2 separate regions of the Zea mays genome follow, and region 2 is linked to region 1. Evidence: chromatin contacts called from public Hi-C data. All regions are on one chromosome and are shown on one strand. Each heading gives the region's core, a stretch centred on a gene start, on an enhancer-like site or on the middle of the called end of the contact. The rest is flanking DNA. Distances are from core to core; before and after follow the strand shown.

The links. A called contact is a pair of places that touch in the nucleus more often than the background predicts.
Region 2: a Hi-C map of tassel shows a contact between it and region 1, with 3 times the contacts expected there. The contact joins the promoter of LOC103637626 here to the promoter of LOC100192507 in region 1. A contact is called at or near these places in 2 of 25 Hi-C or Micro-C datasets (ear and tassel).

What each region holds. Positions count from the first base shown.
Region 1 is chr1:88,771,898-88,778,296 of Zm-B73-REFERENCE-NAM-5.0, reverse strand. It overlaps LOC100192507 (Short-chain dehydrogenase TIC 32 chloroplastic), which reads right to left and starts at 2,773. Exons shown (of 8, transcript NM_001176883.2): 1 at 2,641-2,773; 2 at 2,169-2,400; 3 at 1,975-2,054; 4 at 1,629-1,782; 5 at 1,454-1,532; 6 at 1,281-1,365; 7 at 1,098-1,144; 8 at 600-1,013. The coding sequence starts at 2,746. The coding sequence ends at 852.
Region 2 is chr1:89,049,275-89,056,308 of Zm-B73-REFERENCE-NAM-5.0, reverse strand. LOC103637626 (translocase of chloroplast 120, chloroplastic) reads left to right here and starts at 4,590. Exons shown (of 2, transcript XM_008659946.4): 1 at 4,590-4,855; 2 at 4,985-7,034. The coding sequence starts at 5,020.

The DNA of each region.
Region 1 (6,399 bases), core at 1,524-4,023:
TATCAGGCCTCGAATATCTTGGACCAAAGCTTAACGTGATATTAAAACCATTAATTGAAGAGTTGAAAGAATTGTAGAAAGGAATCAAAGTTTATGAAGTAATCAAAAGCCATAAAATCACCTTTCAGACCGCATATTTGTAGTCAGTTTATGATTTTTTGGCCTAAAGGCATTTTTTCGGACGGAGTGATCATGGCAAATTGACTTGTTCCGGCTACTATTTAGCTACTCTATGCTTCTGTGTCATGTGAGGAAACTGCTAACTTTCACAACAACAAAAATGCTATACAAGCATGTCCTCGAGATTTTAGATTTACTATTCAACCGTTTTATTTGAGATTTGTGGGGGTAAAAAATGCAATAATCATGTGATTGTGTGGTCGTTTGGATTTCAAATTTGATGTTGGTGGCAATACATACATACGTAAAGTGAAGCAATACGAGGGCCCCCCTGAAACTCAAAATTCTCAAAACGTAGGAACATGAAAAACACAGGTGGATGCAACATAGGAAAAACAGATGAACTCAACCAAAGAGAGAGGAGCAGAAAGGGAAGTTTCTATAAGGTCCAACCTTATTTTTGTTTGCCTCCAAATTTTCTTTGGAATATGAATTCATGCATCATTATAGGAATACAAGGAATCTCATAGGAAGCAATCATTTTTTCCAAAAGGGCATACATTTTCCTACAGGATTGTAGTCATCCAAAATACTTATGGTTTTCTAATAAATCCGGGTGAATGCCTTTGATCTAAAAAATTCATATGGTTTTCCATTTGTTCTGAAGAGAGCCTAAGCATCTGCAATTTAGCACATCAATTTGTGCACCGCTTGTTCAGATAAGCACTAGATCAAGAAGACACAATTTGCAAGCTAAATTGCCATAGCTTCTTGGCCAACTCAGCATCTGAAGCTTGTGAGCTCGGGTTGGCTACATCACAATTGGTGAAGTACTTTCCACTTATCCCCCTCACTTGAGGATGCATTGCAACATAGCATGTCGTTGCAGCACCCTGAAAAAAGATGAAACAAAGTTGATTAGGATCAGTGCATGATCTGCAAATGCGCCAGCAGTAAAATAAGAGGTGAAAACCTACCTGCTCAACTGTTCTACATATGATTCTTCCAATGGAGTTCAGTAAAGCTGCAAGGTAGGGATAACAGTTACCTATGATATTTTAACTTGAGATCCATGTAAATGTTTTTCAGAAGCTACAAACCCTTCCCTATTCTGCTACTCATATGATAAATAAAACTGATTGCAAGACTTGAGGAAATACCAGAGACAATAGTCCTGTTCCTAAAAAGGTTAGTCATGATGACACCAGGATGAACTGCATTGGCTGAAATATTCACTCCATCCTCCTGTTCAAGAAGATAACCTCTTTCTTTATTGTGCAGTTCATATATTCATATGTACCAATAGTTATTCAGTAACAAAGGCCTGAGATACCTTGAGTATTCGAGACAGTTCATTAGAATGAAGAATATTGGCAAGCTTGGATTGCCCATAAGCAACAAAGTCGTTCAAACTGTGTAAGGTCAAAACAACAAACTTGTTGGTATCGTTTATGAGAAACATAATCAATCGTTTCAGTAGAGTTCAGATTAGTCTCAGAATGGATTACCTAGATGGATCATGAATTTTGTCAAAACATATCCCTTCACGATAGGTTATGGAATGCGCCGAAGATGTCAAATTGACAATCCGTCCCTCGATACCGCTGTCCCTACATGTCTTCTTCATGTTTTCTAGCAAGAGGTTCGTTAGAAGAAAATGGCCTGCCATATATATATCCCGGTTAATCGCTAGTGCATTATCAGGAATCATTCTCATAGGTCATAAGACGAGCAAGGGATACTCTTCTACAGAATAATGTAAACAAGAGATGTCGCACAAAGAAAGTAGTTAGAATTCGAACAATACGCTTAGCAAAGGCTAGCTGTAGTGTGTACTGGTATAAGAGGACACACCAATGTGATTTGTCGCGAAATGCAGTTCCAGGCCGTCGCAGGAACGTGTGCAGCTCCTTGTCATCACTCCAGCATTGTTGCTGTCGAAAAGAACACCAAGTCAACCAGCCAAACACATACTACTATGATTTTAGGCTGGCTTTTGACAGCTCGTGATAGCAGTGGCACGACGAAGTAGTAGGATTGGTACTTACATGAGAATGCTGAGAGGCAAGTTTAGAGAGTCAAAATTGGAGGCGAATCTCCTTACGGAAGCTATGGAGCTGAGGTCCAGCTCCAGAACGTCAATCCGTGCGACGGGGATCTTAGCCACGATGGCCTCCCTGGCCTTGAGCCCGGCGGAGACGTTGCGGACGGCCATGACGACGTGCACGCCGCGCAACGCCAGGACACGCGCCGTCTCCAGCCCGATGCCGCTCGACGCACCTGCGCTGCGCAGGTACGTAGTCTCAGCTCAACACCGGCATTCCTTCGCTGCAAATGAAAATCTCGGAGTCCGACTAGCCCGAAGCTGGCCGGATTTGGTGGCCGCCGTTTCAACTCCAGTCAGGCTCAGGCCCATAGTGGCAGTCATTCCCGTTGAAATACGTCTTGGATGTTTTGTCGCCAAGCTCAGAGGCGGGGTGGAAGCTAAATGGATTAGCATAGAAGCGTGTTTTTAAGTACCTGTGATGACGGCGACCAGACCTTGGCCGTCGACGCCGGCGGTGACATCCTCAGCCGTGGAGGCGCTGGAGAAGCCCGATGAGCCTTTGCGGTAGAACCACCGCATTCTGGCAGCAGATTCGGACGGCTCTGTGGCTTGGGTTGGGATGGGACGCGCGACTAATAAGGACAATAAATAAGATAGGGCCATAAACAAGGAGCAAACGACAACAGGACCCACTTACAGTTTATTTTATTAGGCCATTCCTAATGAAAGTTTTATCATAATTTTATTTTCATTAAATTAGATGACATATCACCATATTTAATGATATGACACGATATTTATGATCAGAGAGATACAGAGAGTTTAATGGAAGGAGAGAAGCTTTCATCCAGGTGAAACTCAGGATACATGATTTCATAGATGAAAGTTGATGTGTCAATTTTGAAAAACCTTTTGAAAATTCTCCCCCTTCATCAAGGAAACCTTTATCTCAAATCTATGATGGTTCCATCTGGATAGTGGTTGCAAATATAGTCCAAAATGTTAAATTCACATCAAACTCATATTTAGATTAATTTTAATGTTCAAATAATATATTATGAACATATGATCTTTAGCAAACTGAGAGCACCTAGAGGGAGGATGAATAGGTGATCCTATAAAATTCAAACACTAATAGCCATAAAACTTAGTTATGAGTGTTAGTACGGCTAAATAACTTGAAGCGAGTTCTTGTGAACACAAATAATCACAGAGAGAGCAATCACAAGAGACACACGATTTTATCCCGTGGTTTGGCCAAGTAACACTTGCCTACTTCCACGTTGTGGCGTCCAATGGACGAGGGTTGCACTCAACCCCTTTCAAGCGATCCAATGATCAACTTGAATACCACATCTTTATTCCTTTAGAGTCTTATCTCGTTTGCGAGGAATCTCCACAACTTGGAGTCTCTCACCGTTACAATAGATATCACAAAGAATGCACAGAGTAAGGTTTGGAAGAGCAACACACACAAGATTCAAATACGCAGCACACCCACGCACACAAGTGAAGACTAGAGCTCAAATGACAACACAGGGAGTCCTCGACTCAAATAGAGCTCAAATCTCTAACACAACGAAGCAAATGCATGGGAGCGAAGTTTGGATGCCTTAGAATACTTAGTGAATGCTTGGGTGAGTCCTCCATGCGCCTGGGGCCCCTTTTATAGCCCCAAGGCAGCTAGAAGCCGTTGGAGGCCAACTTGGAAGGCCAAACTTGCCTTCCGTCGGGTGGTGCACCGGACAGTCCGGTGCACCACCGGACAGTCACTGTAGCTGTCTGGTGCGCGATCTCCTTCCTTTTATGGCGCATCCGACCGTTGGTCCTCGGTGGCAGTTGGCGCATCGGACACTGTCCGGTGCACACCGGACAGTCCGGTGCCCCCTGCCGACCGTTGCTGCGGGCCACGCGTCGTCCGCGGATTGCGCGGCCGACCGTTGCTCTGGCGACCGTTGGCTCACCAGACAGTCCGATGAATTATAGCCGTACGCCGCTAAACTTTTCCCGAGAGCGACCATTCACCGGAGACAGCCTGACGCACCGGACCCTGTCCGGTGCACCACCGGAAACTATCCGGTGCACTACCGGACAGTCCGGTGTGCCAGACTGAGCTGAGATTTGGCTGCACGAAGCCAAGTCTTTTTCTAATTCTTTTCTCCCTGTTTATAGCACTTAGACAAAATATGTTAGTACTTAAAACAATGTACTAACTCTAGAAACGTACCTTGTTACATGATTTGCACTTCTTGCTTGTTTGGCACATAACAACTCAAAGATTATGTGTTGGGCACTTAATCACCAAAACATTATAGAAATGGCCCAAAGGCACATTTCCCGTTCAATCTCCCCCTTTTTGGTGATTTATGCCAACACCTCAAAAAGCAACCAAAATAAGTGCAATATCAATGCAAATGAGGACCAAATTGTTTTTGACTCTAATTTGGCATATTTGGATCATTCTTTGCCACCACTTGGTTTGTTTTTGCAAATCAAATTCATTTTCCTATAAAACTCCCCCTTTTTCACATAATCAAAATTCTCCCCCACAAGAGACCAAATTTTGCAATAAGAGTATTTTGAATAAATCAAAAGTTCTATCTCAATTATTTTCAAAATTCACAAGGCAAGTGGTAGCTGATCCATTTGCTTTGGCCTTAATTTCTCCCCCTTTGGCATTAAGCACCAAAACGGGATCATTTTTGGCCCTTTAACCCCATTGCCTCACCAAAAATGCCAATTAAGAGCACAAAGGCAATAAGATCATAGATATGAACTTGGAGTTAATTACACTAATACCGGAGTGCAGTGGAAGTCTTTGCATGGTCCAAGTTCACCTTTCCCTTTCAATGCACCTTTGAGACTACATCAAGTATACTCAAACACAAATGTTAGTCTCAAAGGGTCAAGTTGTAGCACATCTCCCCCTGAATATGTGCATCATTCACACATGGACTTGTGAGGTCCGGGGATCCCTTGCACAACTTGAGCACCATAAATAAGCGACAAATTACATAAATGCATGAAGTAACATGATCAAAGGCATAGAACACATGTATGCTATAGATCAATCCAAGTTACGCGAATCTAAGACATTTAGCTCACTACGCAACCTGCAAAAGGTTTTCTCATCTAATGGCTTGGTAAAGATATCGGCTAGCTGGTTCTCAGTGCTAACATGGTACACCTCGATATCTCCCTTTTGCTAGTGGTCTCTCAAAAAGTGATGCCGGATGTCTATGTGCTTAGTGCGGCTGTGTTCAACAGGATTATCCGCCATGCGGATTGCACTCTCATTGTCACATAGGAGTGGGACTTTGCTCAGATTGTAGCCAAAGTCCTGGAGGGTTTGCCTCATCCAAAGTAGTTGCACGCAACACTATCCTGTGGCAACATACTCGGCCTCAGCGGTGGATAGGGCAACGGATGTTTGTTTCTTTGAACTCCACGACACCAGGGACCTTCCTAGAAATTGGCACGTCCCCGATGTGCTCTTACTATCAACCTTGCACCCGGCATAATCGGAGTCTGAATATCCAATCAAGTCAAAGGTAGACCCCTTTGGATACCAGATCCCGAAGCAAGGCATAGCAACTAAATACCTAAGAATTCGCTTAACGGCCACAAGGTGACATTCCTTGGGGTTAGATTGAAATCTAGCACACATGCATAAACTAAGCATAATGTCCGGTCTACTAGCACATAAATAAAGTAATGACCCTATCATAGACCGGTATGCCTTTTGATCAACGGACTTACCTCCTTTGTTGAGGTCGACATGCCCGTCAGTTCCCATCGGCATCTTTGCGGGATTGGCGTCCTTCATCCCAAACCTCTTGAGAAGATCTTGAGTGTACTTCGTTTGGGAGAGGAAGGTGCCGTCCTTGAGTCACTTCACTTGGAACCCAAGGAAGTAGGTCAACTCGCCCATCATCGACATCTCGAACTTTTGTGTCATCACCCTGCTAAACTCCTCACAAGACTTTTGATTAGTAGAACCAAATATTATGTCATCAACATAAATTTGGCACACAAAAAGATCTCCATCACAAGTCTTTGTAAAAAGAGTGGGATCAGCTTTCCCAACCTTGAAAGCATTAGCAATTAAGAAATCTCTAAGGCATTCATACCATGCTCTTGGGGCTTACTTAAGTCCATAGAGCGCCTTAGAGAGCTTAAAAACATGGTCGGGGTACCTGTCATCCTCAAAGCCAGGGGGCTGTTCCACGTAT
Region 2 (7,034 bases), core at 3,341-5,840, 280 kb before region 1:
GAAGAGCCGCAAGCCATGTACAACCGGCTCAAGACGATGGTCAACCAAGTGCGCAACCTCGGGAGCACCAAATGGGATAATCATGAAATGGTCAAGGTTATTCTAAGATCCCTTGTTTTTCGTAATCCTACTCAAGTACAATTATTACGTGGGGATCCTAGACACAAGCTAATGTCTCCCAAGGAAGTGATAGGCAAGTTTGTGAGCTTTGAACTTATGATCAAAGACTCCAAACATATTGTCAACTTGGAGCAAGGTGCCACCTCCACACCCGAGGTGCAACCCGTCGCATTCAAAGTGATGGAAGAAGAAAAGAGGGAGTCTACACCAAGTAGGCTTCCAATCGACGCCTCCAAGCTCGACAACGAGGAGATGGTGCTCATCAACAAGAGTTTCCGCCAAATCCTCAAAAAACGAGGGGAAGGACTACAAACCCCGTTCCAAAAGGGTGTGCTACAAATGTGGTAAGCCCGGTCATTTTATTGCAAAATGTCCAATGTCAAGTGAAAGTGACAGGGACGACGACAAGAAGGGGAAGAAGAAAGAGAAGAAGAGGTACTATAAGAAGAAGGGTGGTGATGCCCACATGTGTCGAGAATGGGACTCCGACGAGAGCTCCACTGACTCCTCCTCCGACGAGGATGCCGCCAACATCGCCGTCAACGAGGGCCTCCTCTTCCCAACATCGACGACAAATGTTTCATGGCTAAGGACGGCAAGAAAAAGAAGGTACACTCTAGAGCCACCCCCAAATATACAACATCTTGTGATGAGGGTAGCTCTAGTGAAAATGAAGATGATCTACTTACTCTTTTTGCCAACCTCAACATGGAACAAAAGGAAAAATTAAATGAATTAATAGAAGCTATTCATGAGAAGGATGAACTCTTGGATAACCAAGAGGACTTCCCTATTAAAGAAAACAAAAAAACATGTTAAATTGAAAAATGCTTACGCTCAGGAAGTAGAAAAATGTGAAAACTTAACTAAGGAGCTTAGCATTTGTCATGATTCAATTTCTACTCTTAGAAATGAAAATGCTAGTTTAGTTTCTAAGATTAAAGAATTGAATGTTTGCAATGATTCTATTTCCTATCTTAGAGATGGGAATGCTATTTTAAATGCTAAGATAGAAGAATTAAACAATTGCAAACCATCTACATCTACTATTGAGCATGTTTCTATTTGCACTAGATGTAGAGATGTTAATGTAGAAGCTATTGATGATCACCTTGCTATGATTAAAAAACAAAATGATCACATAGCTCAATTAAGTGCTAAAATTGCCGAGCATGAGCTCGAAAATGAAAAGTTTAAATTTGCTCGTAGCATGCTCTATAATGGGAGACGCCCAGGCAATAAGGATGGCATTGGTTTCCAATAGGGGAGTAATGTCAAGCTTAATGCCCCTAAAAGATTGTCTAATTTTGTTAAGGGCAAAGCTCTCATCGTTCAGGATAGTGAGGGTTACATTTTATATCCTGCTAACTATCCTGAGCACAAAATTAGGAGAATTCATGCTAGAAAACCTCACACTATTTCTCATCATGCATTTATATATAAAAATGAGGCTTCTAGCTCTAGGCAATCAACTCATGTTAAATTGCCTAAAAATAAAACTCCTGCTGCATTAAATGAGCACAACATTTCATTTAAGACTTTTCATGCATCTTATGTTTTAACTAACAAACACTACACCGAAAACATACACTTCCTACGGTTTTTTAACTTCCTACAACTTTTATAACAAATCGTAGGAAATAAATAACTTCCGAGAGGCAACTGGTAGCTCTAGGAAATAAACATAACTTACTACGGTATTTTATAAAAGCTGTAGGAAGTTAACTTTCACATGCTAACCCGTGTGTGCGGTCAAGCGAGTCGCTAACTTCCTATGACCGACTCTAGGAAGTTAGCATGGGCAGCTAACTTTCTACGGTCTCCTCTAGGAAGTTAGCTTTCAGTTGCTGATCCGCGAGTACGGTCAAACGAGCCGCTAACTTCCTACGACCTCCTCTAGGAAGTTAGCTTTCAGCTTTTGACCAGTCAAACGAAAAGCTAACTTCCTACGGCCGCCTCTAGGAAGTTATCTGCCCATGCTAACTTCCTACGGCCTCCTCTAGGAAGTTAGCTTTCAGCTTTTGACTAGTCAAACGAAAACCTAACTTCCTACAGCCTGCTCTAGGAAGTTAATTAACTTCCTAGAGTACATGTACAACCTCTAGGAAGTTACGTAACTTACTATGGCTTTACTCTAGGAAGTTATATTTTTTATTTAACCAGCGAATCAACCTTATCTTCTCTCACTTTCCTTTCTCTCCCGTTTCTTCCACCTATCGTAGAGCGTGCTTGAGATCTTCTCTCACTTTCCTTTCTCTCCCGTTTCTTCCACCTACCATAGAGCGTGCTCGAGGCCCGTCCGCCGGAGCTCCCGCCCCCAGCCACGCCCGCTGGAGCTTTCGTCCCGGCCCCGCCCGCCGTGCCCGCACCGCCGGTGCCCCCGCCGACGCCCCAGCCGGCCCGCCCGTCGGCGCCTCCGCCCCGCCCCGGCGGCGCCCCCAAGCCCGGCGACCCACTGCGACCGTTGCGCCCGCCCCCGCCGCCCCAAGCTATTCTACTTCTGAAGGACAAAGGTATCCGATCTGAACTGTGCAATCACTTGAAATAGTATGATTAGTAGTTAAGCTCGTACAAGTAGTCTTCATATGGTAAACCTTAATTGGTCACCAAGCATTTATCACCTAATGCTAGGAACCACAATGAGACACACTAAAGCAAAACCATGCATTAGTATATACCGAGACATAACAAATAAATGCAAATTGCAGCATTGGGATATAGTGAACAAGACAGCTTATCCACTAGCCAATATTACCATACATTTGCCTGCTCGTGTTCATGAGCATGACAACAATGCGGATCACACATGCATGGTATTAAGCACTTAACACAGACTTATAAGATATATCTTTAAATTGGAAGAAAAGCTGATCTGCCAACTGTAAGCTCAAAACTCAAAGAGCTCCCGGAGAAGCAGCATGACTTATTGTTGTTCGCCATCTGTGCAGCTCTGTTGTTCTCCTTCACAATTACTATTTGAATTAGAATTGGATGAATTTAACAACTAGGGGGTGAAATGCAGCAGGAAGATGAGGAGGCAGGCGACGTAGTGGTTCGAGTTCGAGTTGAGTCCCAGGTTCACGAAACAATTCATACAGCAGCGCAGCCGAATCGCCGCAGCCCTGCAAGGAATTCACGGTCCCCTTCACGATAAAAGTACGACTCATACTTTATTATTAGTATATATGGTAGAATACTTCTAAAAATAAATTTTATAAATATGTGTATACTTTTTACTCTGTAGTTCGATGTGACATATACTAAACTTTAGCCCATATAACCGAACATATTTTAGTCTTTCCCCTCCTATACAAAGAGGCACCATCCCTCCTTGCAGGATTTGAACTATGATTGTTGGCTTCAAACGGTCAAAACCACATTCACACATGTCTAGCCAACAGAACATACATATCTTTGTGTTTTATATTTTATACTCAAACATAAATAAAAATTGTATATCTTATTTGTACCCAACAGAACATAAAAATTTTACTCTTTAAGTTATCATTTGGAGAAGCATTTGCATAAAAACCACTTTCTATATCTTTTTAATCTCCAACAACCTTTCTATATCTTATTTGTACTATAGAGAGCCACTCATGTTTTCTGTATTTGGATAGCGAGAAAATCGAAATAGAAGATGGCTATATTTAGATAACCATTTAGATAAGTTGTTAGAAGATATTTTTTACAAAAATCTCTATTCATATAAATTAGGAAGAATATAGAGAGCCTCTTGGAGTTGCTCTTATAAGTCTATTCAACTTTCTTAAAAAACCAAATTTGATTAAATTTATATAATAAAATAATAATATTTATGATACCAAATTAAATTATTTATTTAGTATATTTACATAGTATATATATTTGATGTTATAAATCTTTATAATTCTCTATATAACTTTGATCAATTTTAAAATACTTTGATTCTCTGCAATGCCTTATAACAGACAAAGTACTACGTAAATCTAACAATATAAGGTTGTCTCCGGCGGCTATCCTATCACTTGCCTTATTTTTTTTTTAATTTTACTCTGCAAACAGTGCAATCTACCGTGCAAATATATACAATGCAAATCTCCTATTTTACACGATATTTTACACGATAAGTAGCTAACCACAGCCTCTAACAAGAACCTGTCAAATATGTCCAAGCAGATAATGGAAGAGACACTTGCCTGCATAACCTGATGTTTATGAATGCATGTAGTTATCGTAGGACAATATGAAAGCGCCAAGATAAGCATTTGGTCGACTTGTGTTTATGAATGCATATAGTTATCGTAGGACAATATGAAAGCGCCAAGATAAGCATTTGGTCGCCTTGAGTTTTCATTTGTGGTATTATATTTCATTTGAAAATAATTACATTACTGCAAAATTGTTTTCGCGATTCTAAATTTATTCTTTGAGTCAGCGGGCCCGAATTTCCTTTTAAAAAGCTGGGCCCGTAATTAGCTGACTGCTTCAGGCCACGGTGAATTGGCCCCGCAGATCTCCAGGGTTTTAGCAGAGCCCAGTAAAATCGGCGGAGGCATCCAATCCGGCTTGCGAGTTTGCGACTTCTTTCTATTCTCTCTATCGCCGCTGCCTCTCTCTCCCTCCTTCCTTTTCCTGGTCGCGACAGCGCCGCGCTAATCGATCCCTTTTGCCCACGCCGCCGTTGCCTCCAACTCCAACCAGGTTGGTTTGGTAGCCGCCACCTCCTTCCGGATCCGTTCACCACAATCTTTTTGTATGTATTTTTGTCTAGATAGATTGTTCCAGTCCCCGTCCGCTTGCAATTGAACGTCTGTATGTTTGTTTTTTTTACCTCCTGTTGTTGTCGTTTGATCCGTTCCGTTTCCTCTTGATGTCGGACTAGGGTTTCGCTCCTTCCGCAGCCGTCGGGTGTGATCCATGGAGAACGGCGGTGGCGTCGGTGAAGGGCGCTCGGAGAATCGGGCGGGCGAGAACGGCGGAGTCGCCGAGGCAGCCACTGCGGCGGATGAGGGAGATTGTGATGTGGTGGTGGAGGGCGGAGATGAAGGGGACATGCCGCCCGGTGCGGTGGCGGCGGGCGATCACCAGCCAATGGTGACGCCGAACACCAGAGCGGTGCTGGAAACAGGACAGCTTGCGGCAGACAAGTGGGACGAGGACGATACTCCCCGTTTCATTGACGTGGAGGAAAGCTTTGCCGATGATGTGAATCAAGATCACGTGGAGGAGAATGCCATGGGGCAATCGATCAGGGAATACGTGACCGCAGCTGTTTTGGCTGATCGTAAAAAGGAGAGGTTAGACAAGGACCATAACTTTTTTGCAACTCGTGATAACAAGGCTGAGGTCGCTGCACAATCTGGGAGCGAGTATGAAGATGTAAAAGATGGTACTTTGGTGTATCAAAGCAAAGAGCAGCCAGGGACGAGCACGGAAGATATTGCTTCCTCACATAGCAGGCCAGGGACAGTCACACATTCTGCAGCTGAGCCTGCTGTTGCCATTGAGGAATTGGATGACTCAAGCTCCTCAGCTGATGAGAATACCGCCACCTCTGCTCCTCCTGCACAATTCTCAAGCGGTAGTTCTACACCTGCGCAATCCAGCAGTGCTGCTTCTGCTCGTTCTACTAATGGTCCCTCTTTGCCATCTCGTCCTGCTGGCCTTGGATCATCGTCTTCCCTGTCACAGCCTCCTGCTCGTTCTGTTCAACAGGTCCATGCCAACAGGCCAGCCATTGTGGAAAGGGGAACCCAGGGGGCTACTGAGGATGATGGAGACGAGAATGATGAAATCCATGAAAAGCTTCAAATGATCCGGGTTAAGTTTCTTCGCCTTGCTAACAGGTTTGGGCAAACATATCATAATATGGTCGTTTCACAGGTTCTGTACCGGCTTGGGCTGGCAGAACAACTTAGAAGAACTACTTCTAATGGGTCATTTAGCATTGACCGTGCAAGAGACATGGCAGAACGCCTTGAAGCTGCTGGAAATGCGCCCCTTGATTTTTCATGCACCATCTTGGTTCTTGGTAAAACTGGGGTCGGTAAGAGTGCTACCATTAATTCAGTTTTTGATGATACCAGGTTGGATACAAACGCTTTTGATTCTAGTACTAGGAAGGTTCAAGAAGTAGTTGGTATGGTTGAGGGAATCAAAGTGAAAGTGATTGATACACCTGGACTTTCCTGCTCATCTTTAGAACAACACCGCAACCAGAAGGTTCTCAACTCTGTCAAGAGACTTATTAGCAAAAACCCTCCAGATATTGTTCTTTATTTTGATAGGTTGGATATGCAGAGCAGGGACAATTGTGACGTCCCTCTGCTGCAAACCATCACAAAAGTGTTTGGAGCATCGGTTTGGTTTAATGCCATTGTCGTGTTAACTCATGCTGCATCTGCGCCACCAGATGGGCAGAATGGAATTCCTCTGAGCTATGAGATGTTTGTCACCCAGAGATCTCATGTAGTGCAACAAGCTATAAGGCAAGCTGCTGGTGATGTACGCCTTATGAATCCAGTATCCCTCGTGGAAAACCACTCAGCATGCAGGACAAATAGGGCTGGCCAGAGGGTATTGCCAAATGGACAAGTCTGGAAGCCACAGTTACTGCTGCTTTGTTTTGCTTCAAAGGTGTTAGCAGAAGCCAATGTGCTCCTTAAGTTGCAGGATAGTCCCATTGGTAAACTTTCTCGTACAAGGATTCCTCCACTGCCTTTCCTCCTCTCTTCCCTTCTTCAGTCTCGTGCCCCACTGAAGTTACCAGAGGAGCAATTTGGTGGTGATGATGATGATCTTGAAGATGATTTGGCAGATGATTCTGATTCAGATGATGGTTCAGATTATGATGATTTACCTCCATTTAAGCGTCTCACAAAAGCTCAGCTTGCCAAGCTGAACAGGGAGCAGAGGAAGGCCTATCTTGAGGA